4 separate regions of the Mus musculus genome follow, and all the other regions are linked to region 3. The links are chromatin contacts, called in public HiChIP or PLAC-seq and promoter capture Hi-C maps. All regions are on one chromosome and are shown on one strand. Each heading gives the region's core, a stretch centred on a gene start, on an enhancer-like site or on the middle of the called end of the contact. The rest is flanking DNA. Distances are from core to core; before and after follow the strand shown.

Region 1 (2,700 bases), core at 182-2,681, 1.7 Mb before region 3:
TGGTAAGTATGAGAGAACAGATAGCAATGCTATTCCAACATCTGGAAATATTCTGGCGTATACTTCAGGTGGGAGGACACTACACAAGGGTGTGGATATCAGGCGGGTGGGAATCGTTACGAGCTACTTTGATGGCTGAGTTCCACAGCCCACCTGGCAAAACACTAAACCAAATAAGGTGCTGGCCAGCCAATGGCCAGATGGCATGGACTGGGGATGGGAGGACCGAATTATGCCAGGGTGAGGGGTTAGAGAGATACCCCAATAGCCAAGAGTGCTTGTTGCTCTTCCAGAGGATCTAAGTAAGGTTCCTAGCACCCACACGAGGGGGAGAAGGGAGCTTTGCAACCACTTGTAACTCCAGCTCCAAGGGATCTGCTGCCCTCTTCTGGCCTGTATAAGCACTGCACATATGATAACAATTCCCCTTCGCTGGTATCGTATAATTTCAACAAAACAAACAAGCAAACAAAAACATAAAACGAAAATAAAGTCAGGTGTGGTGGCACACGTGTTTAATTCCAGTAATCTGGAGACAGAATCAGGAGGATCTCTGTGAGTTCAAGGCCAGTCTGGTCTACATACAAAGTTCCAGGCCAGCCCCTACCTCCACCAAAAAGACCCCCCCCCCATCCTTCCCAGGTCAAAACAAAAGAAAACAAATCCAAACTCCGAACTAAACAACCAACCAACCAACCATATGAAACCTACACATATTAGGGGTAAGACTGACTGTAAGTGGGGAGCATACCGTTTCTTTTATGTATCATTTTTTTTTGTAGAAGTGTAAGTTACATATAATACTATGCATAAAGTTATATATATATATATTTACAAGGCAGTTAGCTCGGTGGTGGACATCATTAATCCCAGCACTTGGGAGACAGAGGCAGGTGTATCTCTGAGTTTGAGGCCAGCCTGGTTTATGGAGCGAGCTCCAAAACAGTCAGGGCCACACAGAGAAACCCTGTCTCGAGGTCCCCTACCACTCCCCAAAAAGGTAATTATCCCTCTCTCATCTTAGAATTATGTGTGTTGTGTATAGTGTGTGTGTGTGTGTGTGTGTGTGTTGGTTAAATTTGTTGTCTGTCCACAGATTTCTAAGGAGGAGGATCATGATGGAACCCAGGGTGTGTGGGGATCGGGGATGGAGGAGGATCATGACGGGACCCAGGGTGTGTGGGGGTTGGGGATGGATGCCATTGCTGGACACGGGTTGTGTCTTTTTGGAAGGAGCTGAGTGTGTCTTTTGTTTGCCTTTGAAATAATCATATTATGTTAGACAGAAGCATTTTAAAACTTGTATATGGTATTTTAAAACGTGGGAAGATGTTGCTTGGCAACCCGCAGTTGGAATGCGGAGGACATCTGTTGTTTTCCTCTATCAGCGTTCTATCTCTTTCTTTTGGAGAAGGCCCTTCCCACACTGCACACTGTCTCCGTGGGGCTGTCAGTCACGGTTCAAAGCCCCTCTTGTCAGAGGATGACATCCCATCACAACAAAGCCGATTGGGAGTGCTTCCTCTTGGGAAAAAAAAATAGTGGGAGACGAAAGGGCAAAAACCACGCGGAGCTGATTAACGCCAGGGTAGGTAGCGGTATTAAGAGATTTGTCTGTAATCTGCATATCTGGAACCAGCACGACCCTGTATATTTTAATATAACACTCGACTGCTCTGGTTGCAAGTTTTTCCGGATTGTACCGAGTCTATGAATCTTTCACGTTTTTTCTTTCAATAAATATTTTAAATTTTGACATAAGATCTTGCTAGCTAGCCCAAGTATGAAGGGATTAGAGGGCATGAGCCACCACGATCAGCTTTATGCCCCTTCTTAAATTTGTCAGAGCTGGTTCCTGTTACTGGTAGCCAGGGAACTCCTTTGACATTAGCTCAGCGGGGAGAATACCAAAGCAAAGAGGAGGGGGCAGAAGTGAGTGAAATTGCAATGATCAAGATTTTTCAATACACCTTCATTGGCAATTTTCTCCCCAGCATGCCTCCACAGTGTGCAAAGTTAGGAAAGCTTTCTGGGAAGATGCCAGGAGTTTCTGACACATTGAACTCAGAACTACTCCCTAAGGTGTGGCTTTATAAGATGGGTGCTACAGGCAGGCAAGAGGGCTCAAGTAAAAGCGTTTGCTCTGGAAGCCAGAGGGGCCTGAGTTTGATCCCTGGACTTAACCAGTGGTGGATTCCAGAAACTTGTCCTCTGGTCTCCACACATGCACAGTGGCACCAACATACTTCATACACACAGACACCGTAATAGCAATAGCATGCAGTATACAAACCTCTAGGAACTGTGGTTTGTGTGGACTGCGATGTGAACAGTGTCTTCCTGCTGTGTAGTATGGTCCCTGTGGCTCTCTCTCTCCTTGCCTTTTCAAGTCAGTCCTTTTGATGAATTTGTTCTTTGGTGCCTCCTCTGACCCTTGGATTTTTTTCTCAAGCATACAACTGAGCTTCTACATAAACAGTTAAAACCTAATCAAGCACAGATTGATTTTTTGTTGTTGTTGTTGTTGCTGCTGCTGTTTTGTTTTGGGAGCTTGTTGTTGTTGTTTTGTTTTTGAGACAAGGTCTTGTTATGTAGCCCTGGTTGGACTAGAACTCCATATGTAGACCAGGCTGGCCTCAAACTCACCTCTGCCTCCTTGTGTTGGGATTAAAGGAATATACCACCACATTGGTCAGACTG
Region 2 (2,870 bases), core at 82-2,581, 1.6 Mb before region 3:
TCTGTAACTCCTTCCATGGGTGTTTTGTTCCCAATTCTAAGAAGGGGCACAGTGTCCACACTTTGGTCTTCATTCTTCTTGAGTTTCATGCGTTTAGCAGATTATATCTTATATCTTGGGTATCCTAAGTTTTGGGCTAATATCCACTTACCAGTGAGTACATACTGTGTGAGTTCCTTTGTGAATGGGTTACCTCACTCAGGATGATGCCCTCCAGGTCCATCCATTTGGCTAGGAATTTCATATGTGAGTACACCGTCACTCTCTTCAGACACACCAGAAGAGGGCATCAGATCCCATTACAGATGGTTGTGAGCTACCATGTGGTTGCTGAGAATTGAACTCAGGAAGAGCAGTCAGTGATCTTAACCACTGAGTCATCTCTCCAGCCCCATCATCCTGTTACTTCCTTTTTGCAGAACGAGTTCCCAGTCCCCGAGCAGTTCAAGACCCTGTGGAACGGACAGAAGTTGGTCACCACAGTGACAGAAATCGCTGGATAAGCAAATACATGGGTCCTGTGCCCTCTCCCTTCACACCATGGGATACATCTGTATGGAGACGGTTCTTTTCTAGATTTCCTCTACCTTTCTGCTCTTAAACTGCTTCTCTGCTCTGAGAAGCCCAGCTACCTGCCTTCACTGAAATATACCTCAGGCTGAGACGGGCGGGACAGCAGGTCAGTGGATCTTCACCGGAAGGTGCAGCTTCTCGGCATCAGCGCAGCTGCACCACAGGCTGAGCTTACAGAGCTTCAGGCCCAGACTGGGGCACCGAAGCTTTCAGCTTTGGGGGTCATTCTACCAACAATCAGTCCCTGAGGGTTCACAACACCCTGGAACCAAACATCAGAATGCACACTATTCTCCTAACAGTGAGCATGGGGGGCAGGAGCCAGGGAGTCTATTAGGTTCTAACCAACCTAGTTTTCATTGTTGACAAGTGAGGCCAGGCTTCCACTCGACCAAAAGCTAAGGATTGCCACCCAGCATTCCAAGCAGACTTGTTTCCTAAAAGCATCCTTCATCTGCATTCCATCCTGGGTCAGCATCAACCACAACATAGCAGGCATTCCCTTGCAGCTGCAGTACAGTAGCAGTGTCCTTTTCTGAGGAAGGAAGTCTTAAACCCTTTCCCCCCACCCCCTGGGATGACTGCCTTGATTCCCATGGGGAACAACTTTAAAGAAAACCACCACAGCATTCCAAGGAGTCTGGCGTTCCTCCTCCCTGCCAGATGACTGTCATTGCCTCCACTCACCCTTCTGCTTGTCACTCGGCAGCTTAGGGCCTCTGCGCAGGAACCTGACTAGGACTATGACCTCCACGGCGGCTGTTTAGGTCTCGACTTACATCAGAATCTTGCACAGCATTGCAAAATCCCAGTGCTCCCTCTAGGACACACTGACCAAAATATGCAACCTTTCCTTTCCTATTTTTTTTTTTTTTTTTTTTTTTTTTTGGTGGGAAAAGAGGAAGAAAGATTGTCCTGTGACTTCTGCCCATTACCTGAGGCCTGTGGAAATAAACCTTTATGTACTTAAAATTATACAGAAAATAGAATAAAGTTAATACCAAACTTGTTTAGTTATTCACCTGATGTTTTCAGTACAGAGATGTGAAAATACTGAAAATGATACCAAGTATAAGAAACTACTCTTTATTATTTTTAAAGACAATCTCAAAACTATTTTTAGATCCTCCCACTTCCTGCCCTTAACCCTCATCCTTTTATTTGAGTAGGTTTGAGAAAGGAAAAGGAAAAACAGGCAGTGGGTGAATTCTGTGGTGCTAATGGTGCTTTCATGAAAACAGTCATTTCTCCAAACCCGTGCTCTAGAGGACCCATCTAGAACATGCTGAGATCTCAGCATGGGCACTAGGGAGTCCATGCTCAACTGTAGGAAATGGGGGATCAGGGTGGTTTCTTCTTTAACAATCAAAGTTATCATCTGTTTAATAGGAGGGAAAAGAAGTCTACAATATTCCCCAATCATTTTCTTGAGGAATCAAATCAGCAGCAGTTTGATGTATGCTGGTAAATAGGATGTAGGGTAGGAATGCCAAAGCCCCACCTTTTTAGACTATTTCTCCCGTTCTTTGCAATGGTGTGACATTTATGCCACTTATAATATTAAGGGCAAGAACAGACACCTGGTTTTCACTTCTATACTCCCTCACTATCTCATAGTATATAAGACACACATTGCTGTAGGCTGTGGTGATGCATGCCTTTAATCCCTGTACTTGAAAGGCAGAGGGGGCAGGTGATCTCTGTGACTGTGAGTTCAAGACCAGTCTGCTCTACATAGTGAATTCCAGGCCAGCTAGGGTTACAAAGTGAGTGAAACCCTGTCTCAAAGAAGAGAAGAGAAGAGAAGGTCCATTTCCTTTCCTAAGCAACCCTGCTGGCAGTTCCCCCCTGTGTGACTAATTCTGTTACTGAGGATTAAGGATACAAGGTGAGCTCTGAAGGGGACGTGATGGTAGGCTTGTGGGGTGACTGCTAGGTACCTCTAGAGGGCAACACTTACACAGGAAAACAGTCTTAAGAAATGATGGGGAAACATCATGCACGGCCCACACAGCAGTGCAGAGAAATTGCTTGTGTGAACATCTCAGACCTGGGCTTTTATTTGCTCCAAATTTGTATGGGTTTTGCCCTCAGAGCTTGTCTCTTTTTCACTTCTGTCTCTTTTAGGCACAATTACTGATCTGCAACAACAGACTCCCATTTCTTAAACGGGAGCTTGACCATATCACAAAGTTGTAAAACAATCTCCATGGTTATTAGCTAATTAAACTTGAATCCAACACCATATGGTGATAGCAGGCGGCAAAGGATAAGATTGAGATCTTAGATCTTTCCAA
Region 3 (2,700 bases), core at 11-2,510:
AGGGATCAGTGGGATGGAGGCACCTCTCAGTTGAGGTTCCCTCCTCCCAAGTGACTCTGGTTTTGTATTAAAGTCACAAACAACTGACCAATCAGCACAATGGCTCATATTTCATGGAGGGGAAAGCAACATTTAGGTCATAACTCTCAAATCTCCCATTATCAAATTATACATTTACCTTCATCTAGACCCATTGTTTATAGAGTTCCTCCAGTTGAAGTGAGGGTATCCCTCATTTGTATACTAGACCAAACATCTTATGTTCTGGATTTTATATATATATATATATATATATGTATATATATATATATACATATATATATATATATATAATGTATGTGTATATACACACACACACACACACATATACATATACACACACACATATATACATATTTTTTTCTTGTTTTCACCACTTCATCTACTGGGCTCCAGCCACACCATTTTGCCATTCTCCCTTTTCTTCTCTGTTCTTCTTTGCATTTCTTTCTTGTCCCCTCCCACTAATACCTGGAACTCATGATCCTCCTGTCTCAGTCTCTCAAGTGCTGGATTACAGTGGCTTTGCCTTGGCTGTCCTGGAACTCGCTCTATATACCAGTCTGGCTTCTAACCCACAGAGATCCAGCCTGTCTCTGCACACCTCCAGTCGCAGCACTTGGGAGGCAGAGGCAGGTGAACTTTTAAGTTTGAGGCCAGCCTGATCTGCAATGTGAGTTACAGGACAGCTAGTCCTACACAGGGAATCCTTGTCTTGAAAACAACTTTTTAAAAGTCCCCCCCCCCCCCTTTTTAGTAGAATCGTCTCAACGCCATATATTTTGACCAATCCTTTTTCCAGCGACTAGTAATGCCATTCCCATTTTAAACCAAATTCCCTTCAGTTTGTTTTCAGGTCGGCCTAACAATCTTTATTTTCCTCCAACCGGGGATGCTTTTCTCCGAGCTTCTTTCTGGGCTGCCTTTCCCTTGCTCTTCGGTTCGCTGCTCCGCAGACATCTCTCTCATATCTCCATTGTCTCTAGGCCCTTTGCGCTCCTCGACTCTGAAGGGCCTGTAGAACCCAGGGCCGCTAGAATCTCGCCGTTGCTAGGCTGTTGCTAGGGCGGTTGCGGTGGAGACTTCTGAGAGGACCAACATTCGGCGTCCTAGTGACGGATAAAGTTGGCGCCAGCGTCGCCAGGGGGGTGCGTCACTAACACGGGCGATTGGGGGCGGGGCCAGGCGGAGTCACGTGGTTTGGTTGCCTACGCGCTGCTGGGCCGTGGGAAGATGGCGGACGGAAAGGGAGACGCCACGGCCGCCGCCGGGGCCGGGGCTGGGGCTGAGGCTCCGGCGGTGGCGGGAGCCGAAGTCGAGACTGAGTCCATGGCTCGGGGTCATCGCCCTGCATCTCCGGCGTCGGGAGCGCCGGGCCTACGACCGTGTCTCTGGCAGCTGGAGACCGAGCTGAGGGAGCAGGAGGTGTCCGAGGTCTCATCTTTGAGCTACTGCCGGAGCTTCTGCCAGGTGAGGGGTGGACTAGATGGCCGAGGGTGGAGGGGCGGGGAGGCCGGGAGAAGAGACTCGGGATCCGCCTCAACAGCCGGGGGCTTCGCGGGGAAAAACGCCACCCCCGTATCTCGCCGCGCCCCCGGGCCGGGCAGGCCCAGCTCTGCCGTAACCCGACTTCAGTCACTGCCCGGGCGGATTGCGCTGGGCGGTCCTGAGCCCAGAGAGCTCCCTGCAAGGGCTGTGCCCTGTCGCTGTTGCCTGGGTCCTGGCCGGGTGGTTGGAGCGCCACTGCCCCCCTGAGGGATCGATTGCCAGTTCCTGCAGGGAGATGCTTTTTTTTTTGAGTGGTGTGCTGATCTCCAAACTGAAAAACCTTGTTTTTCTGAACAATCAGGAGAGGTGGGCTCTGACCAGAGACTTATCTTTAAAGTCACATCTTTTGGCTTCCCTAAGATACGACGGTTGGTCTTGGATGGCGTCTGGAGCTTTCTGATTAGGGAATACTGAGCCGGTTGATTGGTTTTTGTGGGGTGTTTGTTTGTTTGTTTGTTTTTGCCACTGTGGGCGGGTGTGAAAAGATATGTTTATGCCATTCTTTGACCTGTTTTGTATTCATCTGCTGGTTGTACTACTAGGAATGGAGCCTGGTAGCTCTGTAATGGAGATTAGTCTGAGTGGAAGAGGTCGGGAGAGAGATATAGAGAATGGCCTCTTTGGCAGTCGGGTGATTGATCGTTTCTGTGCGGGTCCCAATCTGTGGGGCTACATGCTGACAGATGTGATTTTAAGTTTGGTCTCCGTGACCACGTTGCAGTTTTTTTTCTATGTTTTCGAGTGTCTTCCAAGTGTAAATGCTTGCCGTCATTGTTTCTGCATCTGGTACTTAGACTATCAGGTTTCTGCCATCCCTTTGCTCCTCATTTGGAGTACCTTAGAGAATAGAAAATAATCGAGGTATGTTGGTACGTGGACTCTTAATGAGCAATTGAGTGCTGAAAAGATTGTGGAGTTAGAAAGTTGTAGTTGGAGTAGTGAGCAATCTGCTTTGTTGGTCCTGGGCAGAATTAGTTGTCTCTGTTGAGTTCATTTGTATCCCACTCTTTGACCCAGAACTTCGTCTATTTGGAATTTTTCTCTGCTAATATTTTCTATACATTAGATCATGTCAGTTCTTGTGTGCACAATCGTCAGCATTCTCATTATTGT
Region 4 (2,700 bases), core at 103-2,602, 1.6 Mb before region 3:
TTTACAGTTGCTAGCTAGCACAAAGGGCTTAGAACAGTTCTTTACAAATGTAAATTCTACCACCTCACAAGTTCCTAGTGAAATTCCAAGTCCTTACACTAATCTTAAAAGCCCCAGCATACTTGTCCACCCTCTTATTCCCTTGCTCCCGCTGCTCCTGCTACACTGCTCTGCATGCTAGTCTGCCAAGCTCAGGGCCTTTGCACCTGCTGCTCCTGTGACCACATGTCCCTATGGCATCTTCCCTCGTCCTCCTTTTTTTCTTCTCTTTTTTCCTTCTTTTATTTTTTTTATTGGATATTTTCTTTATTTACATTTAAATGTTTTCCCCTTTCCAGGTCTCCCCATCGGAACCCCCCTATCCAATCCCCCCTCCCCCTGACTCTATGAGGGTGTTCCCCACCCACCCACTCCTGTCTTCCCTCCCTGGCATTCCCCTACACTGGGGCATCGAACATTCTCAGGTTCAAGGGCCTCTCCTCCTACTGATGTCCAAGTCCATCCTCTGCCACATAGGCAGCTGGAGCCATGGGTCCCTCCATGTGTACTCTTTAGTTGGTGGTCCAATCCCTGGGAGCTCCGGGGGGGTGGGGCGGGAGGGAGGATCTGGCCAGTTGCTCCCTCCATGGTGCTGCATCCTCTTAAGCTCTACTCAGTTGTCACTCTTGGGTGAATCCCGTTTCCTGTTCTAACTTGCTCCGTAGAAGCACAAGCTCACACCTGAGGCTCTATCTTCTGTTTTCACTGCACTCCTGGCCATTTGACAAGTTTCCCGTATTTCCTTATAATACGTTTCCCCCACTGGACAGCAAGTTCCAGAAAGATGAGAATGCTTCATGCTCAGGTATAGCAGGTGCTCTGAGGTAACTGTATAAAGGACATGAAGGCCCCTGGTAGATCTCTATTCAGATGTGAAGGAATGAAAGCCTGAGTGTGCAGTCCAGCTCTGCAGGGGCAGGCTGGACTGACTGTGAGATACTGCAGGCTGATGCTACTGCTGCCAGGATTTTAACAAAGCATAAACCAAGCCGTGCACAATACTCACTGAGCACTCACTAAAGACACCTGGTTGTCGTCCCTTCCGTGCAGAGCAACAAATCCGAAAACCTTGGACTAGGCGGGTGCTGTGGAATCCCTATCGTCTTTCCAGATTTAAGAACCGAGGGGGGAAAAGGATGCCCCCGTCCACGCCCACTCACCCATCCCATGCCAGATCACCAGCGGTGGTGGTGAAGGTGGGTCCAGATGCCCCAGGGCCCAGGCGGCGCAGCACCAAGGCAGCAGAGCGGCAGCTAGCAGCCTCCGCGAACAGGACGACGCCATCTTAGCAATCACATGACCGCGGGGACTGTGGACCAAAGTAATTCCGGTGGCCACGCCCCCTGCCGGGCTCTGCATCCTGACAGAGACGTTTATTCATTGCTTAACACCCACCAGACTCTACTATATAAGGGCTTTCCATCTTTTAATTGATCTTATGCACTGCTCTCATTTTACACCCAAGGACGCCTAGGTGACAATTCCCCCTTCCCCCTACGGAACTTTGCCTTCTCTTTCAGCTGTGTATTAGCAGAAAAGAGCTGTTTATTCGCTAACAATTATGTCATTTGCACGTAATTTTAATTCTATGTGTGGGCGTTTCATATGTGTACGGCTCGCGTTCTACAGCGCATGTGTGGAGGCCAGAGAACCGCTTGCAGGAGCGGTCAGAGGGATTGAACTGAGGTCATCCATCAGGCTTGGCTGCAGGTGCTTTCCCCCTAGGAGACTGTTTTTATTTTAGCACATGTGTGAGAAATTAGGTAAGGTCCTCGGAGGCGGAGGCAGAAAACTCTTCAGCACAGTGCCATAGTACTTATAGCCCTTGGAAGAAAAGGCTCAGTGTCGGGACTGGGGAAGGGAGACTTGATTTTCATCCAGGGCAAGTTATATCATGGTGAGGTTTGGTTTGGATCGTAAAGCTAAGATGGGGTTTCAAAAGCTAAAGATGTAATTAGGGAGGAGGAAGTTTGGACTCCTGAAGAGGGAAAAAAGTATCTTATTAAAGATGTAATAAGACTTCCAGGCTGTCATGGACTCTCAGGTATTTCATGTACTAGGAAGATGGGAAACATAGCTACGTCCTATCCAAGCTCCACTCTGGTTTATTATAGCCCAGAGGCTCCTGTCTATGCTCCCACATCTTTTCTAGATTCCCTCAGTGCAGCCTCGGCACCTCAATGACAGTGTCAAACATTTTTTCCCCTAAAAAAGCATTAAAAATGTTTAAAGGAATCTGTTAAATAGGGTGTATTCACGGTACAGTGGGACTCTCTGACACCGGCTTTATAAAGGATGAAGTAGTCTTGTAGAGAGCGACATATGAAAAATCTAGAAGAATAACCGGTTGTGCACCCACATGAAACCCTTCTGTACCACCCCACTGAAACCAGCAGTTACTTAGTAATTGGAAAGCCAATTAAAATACAGGATTAGGATGCATTATACAGTGCACAGTCTGATAAGCGTTGGGCCAGCTAGATTGTTCAGCTGGATAAAACAATGGCCACTAAGCCATTCCTGATCCTTTCCTCTTGAGAACTATGATAGCTTGAGGTTAAAAAAAACAAGTTGTGCAAGCTGTCTTCTGAGCTCTATACACCGACAGTCACATGTCCCCATAGAGACTCATAAACACACAATGTAAACAAATAAATCAGA

What was found. Promoter capture Hi-C pulls out the DNA fragments that hold promoters and counts their contacts. HiChIP or PLAC-seq counts read pairs in DNA pulled down with a chosen protein or histone mark.
Region 1: a promoter capture Hi-C map of hippocampal neurons shows a contact between it and region 3, with 11 times the contacts expected there. The contact joins the enhancer-like site here to the promoter of Rlf in region 3. A contact is called at or near these places in 9 of 39 promoter capture datasets (the C10 cell line, cranial neural crest, embryonic stem cells and 6 more) and 7 of 115 datasets of contacts at active chromatin or transcription factors (differentiating embryonic stem cells, embryonic stem cells, epiblast stem cells and 2 more).
Region 2: an H3K27ac HiChIP or PLAC-seq map of trophoblast stem cells shows a contact between it and region 3, with 8 times the contacts expected there. The contact joins the enhancer-like site here to the promoter of Rlf in region 3. A contact is called at or near these places in 8 of 39 promoter capture datasets (the 3T3-L1 cell line, cranial neural crest, frontonasal cranial neural crest and 5 more), 1 of 15 datasets of contacts at CTCF or cohesin (large pre-B cells) and 14 of 115 datasets of contacts at active chromatin or transcription factors (DN3 thymocytes, the NIH/3T3 cell line, acute myeloid leukemia and 8 more).
Region 4: a contact with region 3 is called in an H3K4me3 HiChIP or PLAC-seq map of stem cell-derived neural progenitor cells, with 11 times the contacts expected there. The contact joins the promoter of Ppt1 here to the promoter of Rlf in region 3. A contact is called at or near these places in 17 of 39 promoter capture datasets (the 3T3-L1 cell line, 3T3-L1-derived adipocytes, the C10 cell line and 10 more), 25 of 115 datasets of contacts at active chromatin or transcription factors (the 230-238 cell line, the NIH/3T3 cell line, astrocytes and 13 more) and 4 of 9 other capture datasets (adipose tissue, embryonic stem cells, liver and 1 more).

The regions. Positions count from the first base shown.
Region 1 is chr4:122,908,437-122,911,136 of GRCm38.p6, reverse strand. No RefSeq gene overlaps it. Among named protein-coding and RNA genes, the nearest start is that of Cap1, 24 kb to the right of the region's middle. Within about 2 kb of position 1,431, at least 30 of the 459 cell types and tissues checked have an H3K27ac peak or open chromatin away from gene starts, as enhancers often do. A contact at or near this core is called in hippocampal neurons, where this site is marked.
Region 2 is chr4:122,857,767-122,860,636 of GRCm38.p6, reverse strand. It overlaps Ppt1 (palmitoyl-protein thioesterase 1), which reads right to left. Exons shown (of 9, transcript NM_008917.3): 9 at 1,462-2,870. It overlaps Cap1 (CAP, adenylate cyclase-associated protein 1 (yeast)), which reads left to right. Exons shown (of 13, transcript NM_001358035.1): 13 at 420-1,589. The coding sequence ends at 503. Among named protein-coding and RNA genes, the nearest start is that of Ppt1, 23 kb to the right of the region's middle. Within about 2 kb of position 1,331, at least 49 of the 459 cell types and tissues checked have an H3K27ac peak or open chromatin away from gene starts, as enhancers often do. A contact at or near this core is called in acute myeloid leukemia, pre-B cells, pro-B cells and 1 more, where this site is marked.
Region 3 is chr4:121,213,644-121,216,343 of GRCm38.p6, reverse strand. It overlaps Rlf (rearranged L-myc fusion sequence), which reads left to right and starts at 1,260. Exons shown (of 8, transcript NM_001346660.1): 1 at 1,260-1,509. The coding sequence starts at 1,273.
Region 4 is chr4:122,834,879-122,837,578 of GRCm38.p6, reverse strand. Ppt1 (palmitoyl-protein thioesterase 1) reads right to left here and starts at 1,352. Exons shown (of 9, transcript NM_008917.3): 1 at 1,200-1,352. The coding sequence starts at 1,323.